Regions from separate parts of the Mus musculus genome. Here region 2 is linked to region 1. The links are chromatin contacts, called in public promoter capture Hi-C maps. All regions are on one chromosome and are shown on one strand. Each heading gives the region's core, a stretch centred on a gene start, on an enhancer-like site or on the middle of the called end of the contact. The rest is flanking DNA. Distances are from core to core; before and after follow the strand shown.

The links. Promoter capture Hi-C pulls out the DNA fragments that hold promoters and counts their contacts.
Region 2: a contact with region 1 is called in a promoter capture Hi-C map of hippocampal neurons, with 2.0 times the contacts expected there. The contact joins the promoter of Mstn here to the enhancer-like site in region 1. A contact is called at or near these places in 12 of 39 promoter capture datasets (the 3T3-L1 cell line, 3T3-L1-derived adipocytes, the HPC-7 cell line and 7 more) and 2 of 9 other capture datasets (adipose tissue and liver).

The regions. Positions count from the first base shown.
Region 1 is chr1:52,983,813-52,989,010 of GRCm38.p6, reverse strand. It overlaps a transcript of 1700019D03Rik not described here. Among named protein-coding and RNA genes, the nearest start is that of 1700019D03Rik, 34 kb to the right of the region's middle. Within about 2 kb of position 2,105, at least 20 of the 459 cell types and tissues checked have an H3K27ac peak or open chromatin away from gene starts, as enhancers often do. A contact at or near this core is called in hippocampal neurons, where this site is marked.
Region 2 is chr1:53,059,057-53,064,254 of GRCm38.p6, reverse strand. Mstn (myostatin) reads right to left here and starts at 2,615. Exons shown (of 3, transcript NM_010834.3): 1 at 2,114-2,615; 2 at 1-372. The coding sequence starts at 2,489.

The DNA.
Region 1 (5,198 bases), core at 856-3,355:
CAGTTCAAGTAACATTCACAGTGGAAAAATGAGGAGGCAGTGGTCAGTCTGAAGTGCAGAATACAGTTTTCTCTTTCGAAGAAGGAAGTTCTGCTTCTCAGTGTGGGTAAGCAGCTTCATCGTGCTCAGTTTAGATCTAAACTATGTATTAAGGACTTGGTTTCTAGGGAGGAGCTTTAACAGACCCAGCCCAGTGAGGTGTCGTTAGGTCACTGGGAGCATGCCCTGTGAGGAGGGTGGTGAGACCCTGGCATTTTCCCTGGCTTGTATTTTTTCCAAGCTTTACTTGAAAAGGAGTGCAGACATCCCGAATAATGTTCTCTAAGACTCCCATGCAATTGGGATTCTATTTCTCTTCTGAAGAAGACATACCCCCACTGGAACTTCAGTCACTGTAACAAATACCCTGGAATCATCAACTTATAATGAAAGAGAATTTACTAGACATACAGCGCTGGAGGTTTTAGACCATGATTGACTGGCCTCGGCAGGAGTGTGATCCACCCAGATGCCAAAAAATGAACCAAATCCACTGAGATGCCAAAAAGTACCAAATCTTCTGAGATCGCTCCCCACCCACAAATAGCCGATTGGTCTAAAAAACATAAAGTGCTTAAAATGTACAGAAAATATTTTACGTGAAATTAAGCCTGGTAATAGTCAAAGTGGTTATTTAGTTACAGATGAATTGATCATATATATATATATATATATATATATATATATATATATATATATATGATGTATATAAGTATATTCTGAAACTATAGAATCTGTGTGTAATCTGTTGTCCTTATCCAAGAAAGGAACTAAGGAGTTAAAATGTGGAGGGTGTCATGAGATGGCTCTGGAGTTCCCCCATGCTGCCTCTGCTGGGATTGGCCATGTGACCTAGAAACCTGTGGGAGTTAGGATATTTCAACTGTACAAATAATGCATAGTTATGATTCTCACATGGCTTTAGAGAGTGCCTCAGTTGTACTACAGTCACTAATACACACATTACCTGTCACAGATACCTAGTTTTTTTATATATTGCTAAATATATAAATATATTTACAGGATACATATATGCACTCACATACTCCATGCACACAGGTTTTGTGATACATGTGCTGCAAAACAAGCCAAATAAGCTAAGACCTCAGTATAAACTCACACAGCAAAGCAAGTGTTCTAATAACATAAGCACTGAAGCTTGGCAAGCCCATCCTAAGACTAGCTGTAGCTTTTCAATATTTCCATCCACATCTTGTGGGCATGCCACTCGGTGGATGCTGGTGTTTATGCATGACATCTCCTAGAGTTGTGCCGAAAAGAGCTGGCATATATGCAGTTCTGTTTCTGAACATGGGCATTCATCTTTTAACCTAAGGACACAAGGATATCTGCATCAGTCATCACAGTGGCAGTCCGGTTTCTCATAATGTTCTGCAGTTGGTATGTGCTACTTATGGAATCAATCTGCATCTATCTTAACTGGCATGGGTTTTGCTTTGGTATAAATCAGTATGTGCATTTGTCTTGTTCTGTAAGAGCTGTAGAGCACTGTTTTACATATCTTGTAATTTAATTAGTCTATTAATTTCAGAGTAACAGTTAACTCTTTGCTCGAGTGTGAGGCTGTATAGTGAAAAGCTATAGTTTCCCTTCTTTTATGCTGAAATTTTTCCATTGGAAATTGAATCCATAAATTATTTTTTATAATTAAAAAATATATAGACAAAATAAAAATGAATTTTAAATATCTTTATACACTGATATAGAAAATGGAAATTATTTTGAGTATCTTTATGACCTGTTTGACTGACACACTCATGTCCAGCCATCAACACGTTTTTAAAAGCCAGTAAATACTTGCTATATGCCAGCAACTAAATTGTCCTCTTTAAATATAAAAGCCCATTTCAGGTTTTTTAGACTTTTTTCTTTAAAACAATCCGTTTTCAATATGAACAACAAAAGGCTGTTCTAAGGTCATGAGAGGAGAGGTGATTCATATATATATATATAGGATATTCTAATTTTAGTACTCGGTAGGGTGCAGCATCTGTCAGAAAAGAGAACAGAGCCATCCTGTGAGCAAGAAACAGAAGCTGACAAGCAAATGAGGAGGCAGGGAGCTGTGTGCTGTGTAATCACCGATATTCTAAAGAGCCTGTGGGCTAACTAGGTCCGGAGAGCATCTCCATAAATAGTCTAGTAGACCAGACTCGCCCCTAGAGGAGACCTTGGAGCTGGAAACACTTGCTCTCTGGGCTTCCTCCTCCTCAGTGCCCTGCCTGCAGACAGTATGGCTTCCCATCTAGCTTGAGAGATGTTCTCTCTGACTGCTAATGTCCTTCCCAGGGCCCTGTTCTACATCCTCGTCCATGTTTGTCTTTTTAGAACCAGCTGGGTTTGGGGGCCTTGGGATATTGGGGGCGAAGCATGAGGCAGTTCCTTGGACCAAATTTTAGACCATCTAAAACCAAGCGAAGTTAAGTGACTTACCCCAAGACACAAAGATTTTACAAACCATTGTGCAGCTTGTAAGATCTTATTTTGTTTCTCACCGTTCCCCTTAACTGTTTTTTTGATTCGATGTTTTCTTTATTTAAATTTCAAATGCTTTCCACTTTTCAGGCAAGTCTTCCCTTTGGAACTCCCCCTTCCCACCCCTTTTCCCCTGCTTCTACAAGAGTGTTCACCCCCACACCCACCCACTCCAGTCCTCCTGCCCTGGCATTCCCCTACACTGGGGCATCGAACACTCTCAAGGCCCAAGGGCCTCTCCTCCCACTGATATCCAACAAGGCCATCCTCTGCCACATATGTGTCCAGTGCCATGGGTTGCTCCACGTGTATTCTTTGGTTGGTGGTCCAGTCTCCGGGAGCTCTAGGGGGTCTGCCCTATTGACACTGTTGCTCCCTCCATGGGGCTGCAAATCCCTGCAGCTCCGTCAGTCCCTTTTCCAACACCTCCATCAGGGACCCCAGAGCTCACTCCAATAGTTGGCTTCAAGCATCCACGTCTGTATTTGTCAGGCTCTGTCAGAACCTCTCAGGGGACAGAAATATCAGACTTCCATCAGCAAGCACTTCCTGGCATTCATAGTAGCGTCCCAGTTTGGTGGATTTATATGGGATGGATTCCCAGGTGGGGCAGTCTCTGGATGGCCTTTCCTTCAGTCTCCACACTTTGTTTCCATATTTCCTCCTGTGAGTATTTTGTTCACCCTTCTAAAAGGCAATGAAGCATCCACATTTTGGTCTTTGTTCTTCTTAGAATCTTTGGTATTCCCAGCTTTTGGGTTAATATCCACTAATCAGTGGATATTACATACCACATGTGTTCTTTTGTGACAGAGTTACTTCACTCAGGTTGATATTTTCAAGTTCTATCCATTTGCTTAAAATTTTTCATGAAGTCATTGTTTTTAATAGCTGAGTAGTAGTACTCCATTGTATAAATGTATCACATTTTCTGTGTCCATTGCTCTGTTGAAGGACATCTGGGTTCTTAACAGCTTCTGGGTATTATAAATATAGCTGTTATAAACATAGTAGAGCATGTGTCCTTATTACATGTTGGAGCATCTTCTGGGTATATGCCCAGGAGTGGTATAGCTAGATCCTCAGAAAATATTATGTCAAGTTTTCTGAGGAACTGCCAGACTGATTTCCAGAGTGGTTGTACCAGTTTGCAATCCCACCAGCACCACCTCTTTCTCCACATCCTTGCCAGTACCTGCTGTCACCTGAGTTTTTCATCTTAGCCATTCTGACTGGTGTGAGGTGGCATCTCAGGATTGTTTTGGTTTGCATTTCCCTGATGACAAAGGATGTTGAACATTTCTTTAGGTGCTTCTCAGTCCTTTGAGTTTCCTCAGTTGAGAATTCTCTGTTTAGCTCTGTTCCCCATTTTTAATAGGGTTATTTGGTTCCCTGGAGTCGAACTTCTTGAGTTCTTTGTATATATTGGATATTAGCCCCTCCATCGGATATGACACTGGTAAAGATCTTTTCCCAAACTGTTGGTTGCTGTTTTGTCCTATTGACAGTGTCCTTTGCCTTACAGAAGATTTGCAATTTTATGTGGTCCCATTTGTAGATTGTTGATGTCAATAAGAGCATAAGCCGTTGGAGATTCCAAAGTTCAGGAATGTTTTTTCCCCTGTGCCCATGTGTTTGAGACTTTTCCCCACTTTCTCTTCTATTAGATTCAGTGTATCTGGTTTTATGTGGAGGGCCTTCATCCACTTGGTTATGAGCTTTGTACAGAAAGATAAGAATGGATCAATTTGTATTCTTCTACATGTTGACTATCAGTTGAACCAGCACCATTTGTTGAAAATGCTGTCTTTTTTTCCACTTTTTTTTTTTTAGCTCCTTTGTCAAAGATCAATTGACCAGAGGTGTATGGGTTCATTTCTGGGACTTCTATTCAATTCAATCTACCTGACTGCCACTGTACTAATACCATGTAGTTTTTATCACTATTGCTCTGTAGTACAGCTTGAGGTCAGGGACGGTGAGTCCCTCAGAAGTTCTTTTATTGTTGAGAATAGTTTTTGCTATCCTAGGTTTTTTGTTATTCCAGATGAATTTGAGAATTGCTCTTTCTAACTCTATGAAGAATTGAGTTGGAATTTTGAAGGGGATTGCATTGAATCTGTAGATTGCTTTCTGTAAGATTGCCATTTTCACCATATTAATCCTGCCAATCCATGAGCATGGGAGATCTTTCCATCTTCTGAGATCTTCTTTGATTTCTTTCTTCAGAGACTTGAAGTTCTTGTCATACAGAATTTTTACTTGTTTGGTTAGAATCACACTAAGATACTTTATATTGTTTGTGACTATTGTGAAGAGTGTTGTTTCCCTAATTTCTTTCTCAGCCTATTTATCCTTTGATTATAGGAAGGCTACTGATTTGTTTGAGTTTATTTTATATCCGGCCACTTTGCTGAAGTTGTTTATCATCTAGTGAAGTTTTTAGGGTCACTTAAGTATACTATGATATCATCTGCAAATAGTGATCTTTTGACTTCTTCCTTTCCAATTTGTATCCCTTTGACCTCCTTTTGTTGTCTAAGTGCCTTAGCTAGAACTTTAAGTACTATATTGAATAGATAGGGAAAGAGAGAGCAGCCAGAGGGCACAGAGACAGTATCCAAATTAACAAAATCAGAAATTAAAAGGGAGATATAAAAACA
Region 2 (5,198 bases), core at 1,366-3,865, 75 kb before region 1:
GCCCATCTTCTCCTGGTCCTGGGAAGGTTACAGCAAGATCATGGCCATTCTCATCCAAAGCTTTGATTTCAATGCCTAAGTTGGATTCAGGCTGTTTGAGCCAATTTTGCAACACTGTCTTCACATCAATACTCTGCCAAATACCAGTGCCTGGGCTCATGTCAAGTTTCAGAGATCGGATTCCAGTATACCTTGTACCGTCTTTCATGGGTTTGATGAGTCTCAGGATTTGCACAAACACTGTTGTAGGAGTCTTGACGGGTCTGAGATATATCCACAGTTGGGCTTTTACTACTTTGTTGTACTGTATTTTAGAGCTAAATTTAAAAAAGCAACATTTGGGCTTGCCATCCGCTTGCATTAGAAAGTCAGCTACAAAGGAATAAGAAGAAAATGACTGACATCAGGCCCCATCAAAACACAAATAAACTCACTCCTTAACATCAGCTGTTGGGGTAGTGTGTACGTATGTGGTCTTTTAAAATAAAATATTATGTGGAACTTCATTCATAGTTCAGAAGAAACATCAGAGAAAATAGTTGCTCTAGCTTTTCAGAATTTTTTTTTTTGACATCTGTATTTTCACCTGTTTATGTAGATTCTACTCCCCTTCCAGAGAACTCTGGGCTAAGGGATATTTTGTAAAAGAATGAACAGCACATGAAATTTTCAAGTGATGATGATTAGAGACTAAGAGACAGCGTGCCGGAACGTCCACTTAGAATTCTTTGGGAATCTGAGCAGTTACACTCACTGAGCAGCTGTACCAGTCAGTCTGGAGGAAGGAACCCTTCCCCCAGGCCTCAATTACCTGGAGACAAGACACAGGGAGCGATTTAACCAACCTCAGAAATGGCAAACAATATAATACATCTGTGACACTTGGGCTCTGGAAGAGCTATTCCAAGGAACAACAAAAACTTAATTAGCAAAAACCTCAGAGGTCATGCTCAAGCTATCTAAAAAATCAGAAAGCAGTGGCCTTGGGGCCAGCCTCTCACTGCAAGTTCAGCACTAACAATTGCTTTTCCAAACCCCATGTAAATAAGGGAGACTTTTTCCTGAACTGTTTGATCCAAGAGTCATAAATGAAAATTATCTGCTGTATCGTAACCTGACCGCTTAGGAAAGGGCTGGTTTGAAACTGTGTCATGTCTGGTTTTAAGTGTTTAAAGCATGGTATTAAAGCAAGATCTCAGACACATGGCACAGAAATCTTTCGTGTTCTGCCTGCTCTCTAAGGCTACCTGACTTGCTTTTCGGAGAACTCAAACAGGAACTGCCTGAAATGTATTATCTCCCAGAAGCAATGTGGCAGTTATAGGTAACGGTCCTCACCCTCCCTCTCATAAAGAATTAAATCTTTTAGAGGGTTACCGATCACTGTTCCTGCCTGGACGCTCACAGCCAGGACGCTCTCAGTGCGGTGCTATGAAGGGGCACAGGAGCATTTCACACCATGACCTCCCAGTTAATGCTCATTTCCTGAGTGTTTTCTGATACTCGGTCCTGAGTATTATTTTGCTATGCCTGCTTCATCGTGGCTCATGATAATGCATTTAATATTTAACTTCTTTAACTTTCCAGTGCAGTAGCTTTCACAATTAATATTCTAGCTTGTCAAGAGCATAGAAGCTCTGAGACTGACAGTTTTAAATAACAGAAAGCACTCTAACTGTGGAACAGTGTTCAAATAAACATCCAGCAGAGATCTCTCTTTAGTGTGAGTCAGGGGGAAACTAGTGCACATTTTAGACAAATGTAATTGTAAATTTCTCATGCTTTAACACTGCCTATAGAATCTCACAGTCCTTACATTATAGTGTGAGACTCTGAACACACAAGCATTCTACATTTTCCGCATAAAATTAAATACTATTAAAGCTGAGCCAGCATATTAACTTTGAGCTATTTGGCACTGCCAGGAAACAAGCAAGACAGATTTCATTGTCGGTATGTTTCTCAGGAAATCTTGGGGAAAAAAAAATCTCCTTTCTCTGCTACTTACATATAAGCCAACAGCTTGTTAAAAGCCTGAAAATAGATCTGTTTCTCATAAACACTAGGACAGCAGTCAGCAGAACTGTTGATATACTTTAACAGATATACTTACACTCTGTAGGCATGGTAATGATTGTTTCCGTGGTAGCGTGATAATCGTCATCTTCCAAAGAGCCATCACTGCTGTCATCCCTCTGGACGTCGTACTGATCGATCAGTTCCCGGAGTGGAGGCGCTCTTGGCAGAAGTTGTCTTATAGCATCTTTGCTGATGTTAGGAGCTGTTTCCAGGCGCAGCTTACTGAGGATTTGAATTTTTATGGCTTCTATTCTGGAGTACCTCGTGTTTTGTCTCCACGCACATGCATTACACAGCCCCTCTTTTTCCACATTTTCTTCTCTCTCACTGCCCTCATTTAGATCCACTGGGCCAGCAGCAATCAGCATGAACAGGTAAATATAAACATACATTTGCAGTTTTTGCATCATTTTAAAAATCAGCACAATCTTTTTTTTTCCCTTGTTCTTATTTCTTCTTTTTGCTTTTGAGTAATGCCAAGTGAAATATTAGTGCATGTACCGTCCGAGAGACAACCTGCCACGCCAGGGAGTCCTGTATACTGTATTCCAAGTGGCTTTTTATATTCCAACTTAGAGGAGACAAGTGTCGTCAGGATCTATGATTGGCTCCTGCTCCACAATGAATCTCGCTGTCAGAGGTTAAAACCCTGTCTGTCACAAGTCACCAAGCAGTATTTTGTTACAGTCGAGGGCAAGCTGATTCATTTGACTACTTCATAAATGAAATAAATCCCCAAATCATGAAAGATATATGTGACATTTGATAAATTGAAGTCTGTGTACTAATATAAACTGTACTTAAAGCTTATTAATCTCTGTAAAACTCTTGCTATCATTTAAGTTAGTAATTTTTAATTTAGATTTTGTGTTTAAAATAGAAAATGTTAATCCTTTAAGACTTGGAGTGCTGTTTTGTTACTAAAACAAATATTTGAGGGAAAAAATATGCGTTAAGTGCTGGGTAATTAGAGAAGTAAAAACTAGGAAGAGCTGACTTAATTTAAAGAAAGCTGAGTTTGTGACCCTGCTAAAAAGTTGCATCAGTAATTTGAGGAGCTTGTTTTCATGGCTTATTTGTCAGGACATATTACAAACCAGTCCTGGGACGTTTCTGTGTACATGGGTTTACTTTTGATAGCTTAATGGCTTTGACTAACATAAAACCTGTGCTTGATTTCAGCTTATAAGTATTGCTATTTTCTATTACAGAGATACAGACTAAAGACTGAGTGTTGCTTTTTTTTTTTTTTTTTTTTTTGATTGCCAACAGAATCCTGTCAGCGAGGAGGCCAGGCTCTGTACTTAGGCCGAGTAGATAATGGATTTTTGTAAGTAGCGCTGGAGCATTATTTCAGTTTGACTCAGACTTCCAGGGCTGACAGTAAAGTGCAATCTGTGTTCTCTGTGAATGATGTCAGGTCCCGTGAGCACACAAAGAGCAAGTCGCATGTAGAGGGGTGTCCTTTGTTGCGTTCCCATACTGTCACAGGCTAGCACCCCTTTGCCAGCGTCTCATTTTGACCAGAGGGCAGACACCTGGCAGGGATCTGGGCTAGAGTCTAGGGCAGAGAATGGTGCTTTTTGTTCTCTGAATTTAAGTGGCCTCTGCAAGGATCAAACTTTCACCCTTGGCTTTAGGAGCCACAAGATCGAATGGGGTGAACTCTTAAAGAGCTGAACAAACACAGCAGCAGGGACAGAGGACGCTTCCAGGCCACAGAGTTCCTCCTCCTGTTTGGGAAGCTGAGGAGTCTTTAGAATTTTAATTCATTACTCCCCTTACACACACCCCAAGAGACTATGGTGGCTTGTATCAAATATTTATTTTTAGGTCACCACCATTCCTGTACAGTATACACCCAATTTACTGCCTCAGTGAACTAAAATGCAGCTCAGTAGCTTGAAAAGTTAATGCATTTTCATCAAATTTTTAAGAGGCATCTATATCTCTTGAGGAAAAAAAAAGTGGGCTTCCATAATGTACTAGATTTGCCCACCATTAAAGATGAAGGAAAACCAGACACAAAGCAGACACCCTGAGGTGATCTGGCCCTCTTTATACAAGACAATATTAGAGCAGGCCTATAAAGTCAGATTTGTCTGGAAAATTCATTTTTCTGCATAGAATTCTTTTCGATGTCATAATTATCATTACACATGCTGCTATATACCTCAGAGGAAATTGATCCTGTGATTTTTTTTTTTTTTAGACTGTACTGCCATTGTGAGCTGAGACTGAAGAGTCAAATAAACCTGAGTTCAAATCTCAATTTTGCCTCTTCTAAGTCGATGACAAAGACGGCACAGTACTTAGCTTCTCTTATCTTTAGTTTCTCAACTAAAGGGGTTTGAGGCATATAATTTAGCAATATAAGTAGCTAAATGTAGTCCCTTTCATAGGTAATTAATACTTGAAGCAGAAGGGCTTGCTCTTTGTTTCAAGCCTTTTACTTCAAATTATCCTCAAGTGCTTCAGATGAAGGCAAGGGATTCGCAGCCTGCAGGACATCTCACTAGGCCTAGGAACTGAGCTCACCTACATGTTTCAGATTGCCAGCAAAATAATAATAACGACGACAGAGGCGTTTGCCAGCTACCCAGATTCCCCACTGAGCCTGGGCAGGGCAGGGCAAAGCCTGAGCCATTCACTCAGCTCTGACTTTATGAACAAATGCCCTTTATTTATTTCCTTGTTTGTTTATTTTCTTTTATTTTGCCTATTTATTACCATGTTATTTACTTTCTTGTGCTTTTAACTGCCCGTGCTGTCTGCTGCTTTCTGATAATAGCACTGAAACTCCAGGGCAGCTTCTTTTAAGCACAGGGGAGAATGGAGAATGGAGCCCGCTGGGGTCAGGGTGTGTGTGTACTTAATGCTTAATAGTTTACAGACTCTCAGTTTGAGAGAGAAAATCATCCAGGTAGACAGGGTAGAGGCTGAGCAACATTTTGAGGACATAGAACTCCGTGTGACTTAGGACTTAAAAAGGTTTAAAGCAGCAACAACTTTTGCGTTATAATTTACAACCATATTTTTAGAATGCTGTGATACGTCTCATGGAAGGAAGGAAACCATTCCTCAGGAGAAAACACACACATTAGACAAGCTCTCCAGGC